Regions from separate parts of the Zea mays genome. Here region 2 is linked to region 1. Evidence: chromatin contacts called from public Hi-C data. All regions are on one chromosome and are shown on one strand. Each heading gives the region's core, a stretch centred on a gene start, on an enhancer-like site or on the middle of the called end of the contact. The rest is flanking DNA. Distances are from core to core; before and after follow the strand shown. Region 1 holds the start of LOC100384248. Region 2 holds the start of LOC103650176 (Acyltransferase-like protein chloroplastic).

Region 1 (3,455 bases), core at 404-2,903:
GCTTCTGTCCAATCTCTTCCTCACGTTCTTTCCCAACTGTGTCTGTGGCGCCTTATTGCTTGAGTTATTCATCTTTAGCCCATTTTTCACCTGCCTAAACTTTGATGCTAGCTTGCCGCTCCTTGACGAGGAAGGTGACACAAGTGACAGGCCGTCAAACCCACCACCATGCCCTGAGCCGCCATCATCGACTACCCTGACATCTTCGATTGCCATGGAATCGCGCTGTACGATGGTGATCTCCACAACCTCATCATCATCTTTGAACCTGGCGGCCTTCACGCCCTTCCGGCTTGATCCTCCCAAATTGCCACTGTGTGGGATTAATGTTGCAGTGTCATCTTGTGACCTCCTTGAACTGCCCGTGACCGTGTCTGCCATATTCTTCTTTACCGCTGAGGTTCAAGTTCTTCTTACTCTCTGGTCAAAAGATAAAATGAGTAACCAGGACGAGAATACGGGAAAACCTTGCAGTAAGTTCTGAAGCAAAAACTTGCCAACTGAAATACATTTCTCATCTATCCGTAATCAGTCAAGTAAGAATAACTCCAAGAGATGAGCAATTCGTATCACGTAGTCCAATTTTTGATATTTTTAGAAGATACTGAAGCTGAGTTTGCATTTCTGAATTGTTCCATCTCAGGACAAGTCTTCAGTTTTATGTTTATGGGGTTGTACCTGCAACGGCATGCCAGGAGCAAGGAGGTGGCAAGTCGTGCAGAAATATCCTGTCGCCCTTCGTCGAGCAGAGGGCGGTTGCCGGGTTGAAAAGCTAGTGTTTCGACTTGCCCAAGCTGTCTAGTTCTTTGAGAGGTTTCTACTTTATTTTAGAGGATGGCTAAATCATGAGATTTATCTTGTGTTTTTAGCTTACCTCTTGGAGCCGCTCTAAAGCAAAAAGAGAAGAGAAAAAACGACGTACACATCCCGATAGAGTAATATTTGAAGGACGCGTTCATTTCTAATCTAAAAGGAAATAAGAAAAGAAAAAATGTTGACAGGGAAGTCAAAGAGTAGGTGGTCCTGATGTGTCCTTCAATCAGATCCAGAACTCACGTCACAAAATACATACATGATGCTGCATTAAGCAAGAAGATGACAGCGATAGCCTCAACGGCATCAGCGAGGTTAGGAGGAGCGGGGCAAGAACTGGACCAAGAGGAGAGAGAAGAAGAAGAGAATCAAGAAAGAAGAATAAGAAGAAGAAAGAAAAAAAAAGTTGACAAATTTTGGGAGGCCGATGAGATTGAGATCATGGAGAAGACGGAGAAGGACTCTGTACCTCAAACCCTTCTAGAAGTTTCAGCCACCGAATGCAACTCCGAGCATTTCCTGAATCCTCCCTGAAGAACAAAGGAAAACCAAGGAATCCCCGGTCTTCAGCGAGAAGTCGGATTGCAGGTGAAAAAAAAAGGAGAAATTTCGAGGTTGAGATGGAACGGAGAGAGCAAAAGGACAAGGTAGTGGTGGTACCACAGAGCAGGAGTACACGCGGCGATGAGCCTCAGCAAATGCAGGTGGATTCGCAGGCCAGCAGCAGGGAAGCAACAGATGCAAGCGCAGGTGGGCAGGTACTAGAAAGCAGGAGCAGCAGCAGACTTCCGGGGTCCCGGCCTCCCCTCCTCAAATGCGATAACAGCAATTAAAGTAGTCGCTGAGGAAACGACGAGGAGGAAGGATCTACAGTGGTGTACAGTGGTGGTGTGGGGGCTGGGGGGTGGGGTGCCGCTAGTGTTCGTGTCACTTTGTGGGGAGTTGATGTATTTTACGTTTTCTCCCTAGCAAACGCAAACGCTGGATGGACAGCTTGACTCCCTCGGACTGCTACTACCTACAAAACGCATGTGCTTTTGGTGGCATTGCTGCTGCTGCTGGTGTGGCCGTGTGGGTGCACTGCAGGCGTGCAGCTGCCGTTGGACCTTGGGATTCGACGGGGTTGTCCAATTGAGAAGCCTGTGGATCTGCGAGTGAATGCGCTGACCCTTTCAAAAGGAAGAAAAGAAAAGAAAATTGCGCTGAGATACAATCTCGGGTCCATAAATTAGAGGATGAGTTAGCTGTTTTCTGTAACGCGTGAGAGCAGTGGATAGTTCTTAAAACAGAGTCATGTTAGGGTTGTTCAGCATGTACATTGAAGTATGGGGTGCGTTAATTAACTCTGTCTCTGCTTCCAACCTGTTACACGTTACTTCCTCCAACCATGCACCATAAATAGATATATTAGGGGAAGGATTTGCCGAAGGTCCATAAGTAACAAGGCCTATTGTTTAATTTCTTTCGGGGGTAGTTTTCGGAAACTTCGGACTCCATGCTCCGGACGGTGAAACAACGATCGAGGGCAAGACGAAGCTCTATCTCCAAAGATGTGTCGTCACCTTCGACTCGTGATGGGACAAATGAGCAGGAGAAGACATAGCCCTGTTTGTTTCAGCTTTTTACATCTTCTGGCCACCAAAAGTTGCTGCGGACTACCAAACACGTCAGCTTTTCAGCCAGCTTTTATAAAATTCGTTTAGGTAAAAACTATTCAAAATCAACATAAACATATAATCGGTTGAGTTTTTGCAATAGTAGAAATCCATCACTTTCTAGATCCTGAGCCCTATGAACATCTTTATCTTCCTCCGCACGTAATTCTAATAATACTCAGATTCTCCTCACAGCCAGATTCTCCTCATAGTCAGATTCTCAGAAAAGCTAGTCAGAAAAAAGCTGAACCAAACAGGTCCATACACATCACGTCTGACATCCGAAAAGATAGAAACACCGTCTATAGATTGTATACATCTTGCATAAAGAAATAGGGATATTTGTGTAATTCTGTACGAATATGTCTGTCGCCACGTCCCTATAAATATGTCATGTACGGACAAACATATAGGCGTCGTCGTGACATCAGGCGCGCGGCGGAGCGGGCTGCTCGCGCGACACAGGATGGTGCCACCGTTAGTGGCCAGATTTAGAAATAAAAGATTAGTTTTCTTTCCATGCCTTAAATCTAGGCGTGATTAGTTGAGATTAGTTTCATTTCCATGCCTTAAATCTAGGAGTAATTAGTTGAGATTAGTTTCATTTTCATGCCTTAAATCTAGGAGTGATTAGTTGGGGCATTGGCCTATATATTGTAACCAAACTTGGAGGAAAGGAATCAAGCAATCAGTTATCCTAAATCTGCTCTCTCTCTCTCTATTCTCAAGTCACCGGTGGGTATTTCCCTCATGGTGAAGGCTTAGAGCGCGACTACGGACTGCGTAGTCGTGGTCCGGCGTTGTTAGGTGTTGAGGCGCTTGACAACCTGGTATCAAGGTCATGTCGATCCTCTACCACGTGCTCCAACCAGTCCTCCACAGCCGCCGCACCTCATCCTAGCCCACCACCATCGCCGCCAACCTCCACTGCATCCTCCACGCAGCCGCTACCAATGGTGGAACCCACCATCAAGGATGTCATGGAGG
Region 2 (3,771 bases), core at 1,115-3,614, 830 kb after region 1:
TCGCAGAGCGCTCTGTTGTCCGGGGTTTCCCTACTTTAGAGGCTTCGTCCCGGGAGACAGGTTGTGCAAGATCACGTTCCCCGGCCTCATGGTGACGTCGTATGTTACATCGCATGTTTCGATGTCGACGTGCGTGACGCTAGGGGACTCCTCCCCCAATACAGTGGGCTCATCGTCGGAGACCGGCGCGTCCTCTACTCTTCCCTAGATGAAGTGGATGTCCGGGAAAAAAGAGCTTGGTGCGATGCTTCATGCTCCAACCATCCCTTTTGAGGGCGGAGTTTTCTCAGGAGTATGAAGATTACAAGTGAGCTTTGTGGGTGCTTAGGTGTTGTCGATGAGGGTGAGTATCGAGTGAGATGGGGTCCGTCCTCGGCCTTATATACACGACCAAAGAGTTATCCCTTTACAAGTTGTGATCACTATCCACTCTACTAATCTCCTCCTTTATCGCAGTTTGCGACCCTACATATTCGGATTTCGATCACCTTCTCAGTCGAGTCATCGTCGAATGTTTAGCTCCTAAGGTGTGCGCAACTGCATCACCCGAGATATCAATGCTTCTGTAGCATATAACTCGGACGCCGGTCTTCGTCTTCTTGTATCAAGTTCACACGACCTGATTATAACCTGCTGGCCCATCCTACAGGACAAACCATTGGGAAGCCCATTAGGCGGCCCATGATACGTTTTAGTGTTTGTGAGAACCCAGTGGATATCTATCCCCCACAAAATTCTCACCGAAATCGCGACGTGAGAGTTCCAAGCCACAACGTGAAGCGGCTCAGCTGCAAGCCCGACATCTGGCGAGCAATCCGTGACTAACCTACGCACTACTCAGCACAAGTTTGACACTACCCGAAGAGAGGGATGAGGCGACGCTAAGGAAGAAGGTGTCACCGAGGGCGGAGGTGGGGATCACGCTGGACCCAACGAGAGGCAGATTGCTGGTCCCGAAATCACCCAGACAAGTAATTGAGTAGCCTCCGGTCAGTCGCGCGCGTGGCAACCCACACCAAAATAATCCCTGGCCGAAGGTGGATCTTCACGACCACCCGTCGAAGCCAGGGCGGTGAAGACCGGGGCTAATCGTAGAGGCAGTGGTGGCAACCTAACTCGGTTCTCCCAAAATCACTACTTCTCCCCCGATGATGGAGATGGACTTGGTGCATTTGCGTGAGGAAGAACCGGAGGGGAGGTCACATTATTTATAGGCACATGAACATGGCATCCCCCAGCCAGGCGAATCCAGCTGGCCGCGCGTGATCCTCGGGATATCCCAACGACCTCGACACGGTTGTTGCGGGAAGACGACACCTGACATAGCGAGCCCACCGTAAGTCTCATGTGATCAGCTAATGCGGATGCATCACTAGCTATAGGCTGGGCCCCGCTTGGTGGTGAGCTATGTGGCTCACGCCGTGGGGCCACATGTCGGCGCAGGGGTTTAGTGCGGCCGGGCGCGGGCTGCGTGATGAGGGGTCACTGGGCCGACGGGCAGAATTCGGCCCAGACGGTGTTTACCTCTTCTCTTTTTTTCCTTTTGTTGTCTTATTTCTGATTCCTTTTTTAAATTCAAATTACTAATTCGATTCTATTTTGAATTTCAAATTCCAACTTGAATGCTCAAACAAAATACCAGCATGTATGCACATATTTTAAACATATTTATTAATTATTTTATTGTTAGGAAAATGTTTAAATATCCTAAAAGGTGAGGAATCCCCGATTAAGAAACATTTTGAATTATAAATCTTTTGAAAAAAATCTTTAAATCACTTTTATTTAATAGAGAGCATGCTTCACAAGTAGAACATAGACTTAAGAAGTTAAGATACAATCTAGTTTTTTTTTCCTAGAACTAGCTAATACTTTAAACCATATTTTAAGGATTTACAGTATTAGTCTTAAATTATAAAAAAGGTTGGAAACATCGTCAGGTATTCATGACATTAGAAGACTTTGAACCAAAAAATATATTTTAAGTTATGTTGATGCTTAGCTGGACGATGTTATATTAGTGTGTTTAATGTTATGAAAAATGTCGTGAGTTGTAAAATATGAAGTGATTGTGAGCTCTAAGTTGTGAACTATAAAGTGATGATTGTTATGAACTATGTTTGTTTTATACTGTATGCATGTTATCAACTAAATTTTAGCACTTTAGGATCGGAATCACATCTCTATAGATCCCGCTGGCTCATTTTGATGTCATAAATTATATAATAATAATATATATATTACTATTATTAAAAAAATAAGACATGGCTCTGTCTGGAACGCTTGCCAACCTACGTGCCCCACGGCAAACCACAATCATTCACGTGCACCCAGTATAAAACAATTGTGTGTTTTTTAATCAATCGTCCACTGCCTGCTCCCTACGCAGCTACGCTTTACTCCCTTCCCCTGCTTCGTCCTCGTTTCTCCTCGAACCCACCCAGCAGCGCCTTCTTCCTTCTTCCCGCCCAACCTCGGCCATGCCCGTAGCGGCGCTCCGTCCTCCCCCGGTCGCTGTCGGCGCGGGACGCCGCAGCGCCCGACTCCAGGCGCGGTTCGCCCTCCGCGCGAGCTCCCTCGAGGCGTCGGCGGCAGTGACGGTGACAGTGAACGGGTCTGCAGAGGCCGCGGTGGAGAGGAAGGAGAAGGTGCAGGAGGATAAGGACAACGAGGGACTGCCGGTGAAGGAGGAGCAGGAGAGGGGGCTGGAGGTCCTCTACGACGACGGCTTCGGCTCCGTGACCGTCAAGGACTACTTCGCGGCGGCCAAGGTCCTGTGCCGGGACGACGGTGGGCCGCCGCGCTGGTTCTCTCCCGTCGAGTGCGGCCACCCGGCCGTGGACCAAGCGCCGCTGCTGCTCTTCTTGCCAGGTGCGTGCGTTTCTTCAGCTCACCAAAATCAATCATCCCAATGCTTGTCTTTGAAGAGGTGCTGGAGGTGCTGGGCAAACGGAGGAATCATTCTGGTTTGGTTTCCTTTCTGTTTCTGTACATGCCTAGTGATCCACAGCGAATTGACAACACTATATGCAGGAATGGATGGCGTCGGCACGGGACTCATCCTGCACCACAAGTCTTTGGGCAAGTGAGTCCTTTTTCTTCTTCCTCTTCTCCTTTTTCTGTATTAATTAATATTTTTATTGCCGTTTATTGTTAATAAAAGGATTAGACAGTCCCGAGCGAAATTTATTCACAATAAATCCACCTTTTCTTTAAAGAAAACTTTTTTCACTCTTTCTTCCTGCAAACTTCATTGAAAAATTACTGAACGATTAACGGTAGCTTTTCTTTGCTTATGTTTCGACATGAGCTACACAAGCTTCTGCTAGTATTGGTTGGTTGGTTGGGCCATGTCACTGACTCACTCACTGGTAGTGGTAGTAGAGTGTCCAGCTTTATTCCTAGTCAAGCATAAAAGACTGCCTTCTTTCTGATTAGTCCAGCTTCTTTGTCAACAGAGCTATGGAAAGAAAAAAGATGACCACTAACTAACCCACAAGATGTTGATGCATTCTTTTTGGCATCTTTTCTAATAACGCTAAACCCACCCATGTGACACAAGTGCTCTTCCCCTTTTTCGTCCCTTCTTGTTTTGTCTTCACTCTCGTGTCACAGCATCTACTGGGAGTAGGAGCCTCTACATCATCAGCACCACAGATTATATATTGTGATCAATATGAAGCAGCCTTTTACTCGCTCCTTTTTTTTTATTATCGCCGTTTGGTTCGAAAATGAACTAACAGGCAACAAATATTCGAGAACGGATGTAGT

The links. A called contact is a pair of places that touch in the nucleus more often than the background predicts.
Region 2: a Hi-C map of leaf shows a contact between it and region 1, with 4 times the contacts expected there. The contact joins the promoter of LOC103650176 here to the promoter of LOC100384248 in region 1. A contact is called at or near these places in 5 of 25 Hi-C or Micro-C datasets (bundle sheath, ear, leaf and 1 more).

What each region holds. Positions count from the first base shown.
Region 1 is chr3:67,549,131-67,552,585 of Zm-B73-REFERENCE-NAM-5.0, forward strand. It overlaps LOC100384248, which reads right to left and starts at 1,654. Exons shown (of 14, transcript NM_001322022.1): 1 at 1,474-1,654; 2 at 1,283-1,343; 3 at 1-420. The coding sequence starts at 381.
Region 2 is chr3:68,380,062-68,383,832 of Zm-B73-REFERENCE-NAM-5.0, forward strand. It overlaps LOC103650176 (Acyltransferase-like protein chloroplastic), which reads left to right and starts at 2,365. Exons shown (of 13, transcript XM_008675815.4): 1 at 2,365-2,871; 2 at 3,034-3,085. The coding sequence starts at 2,481.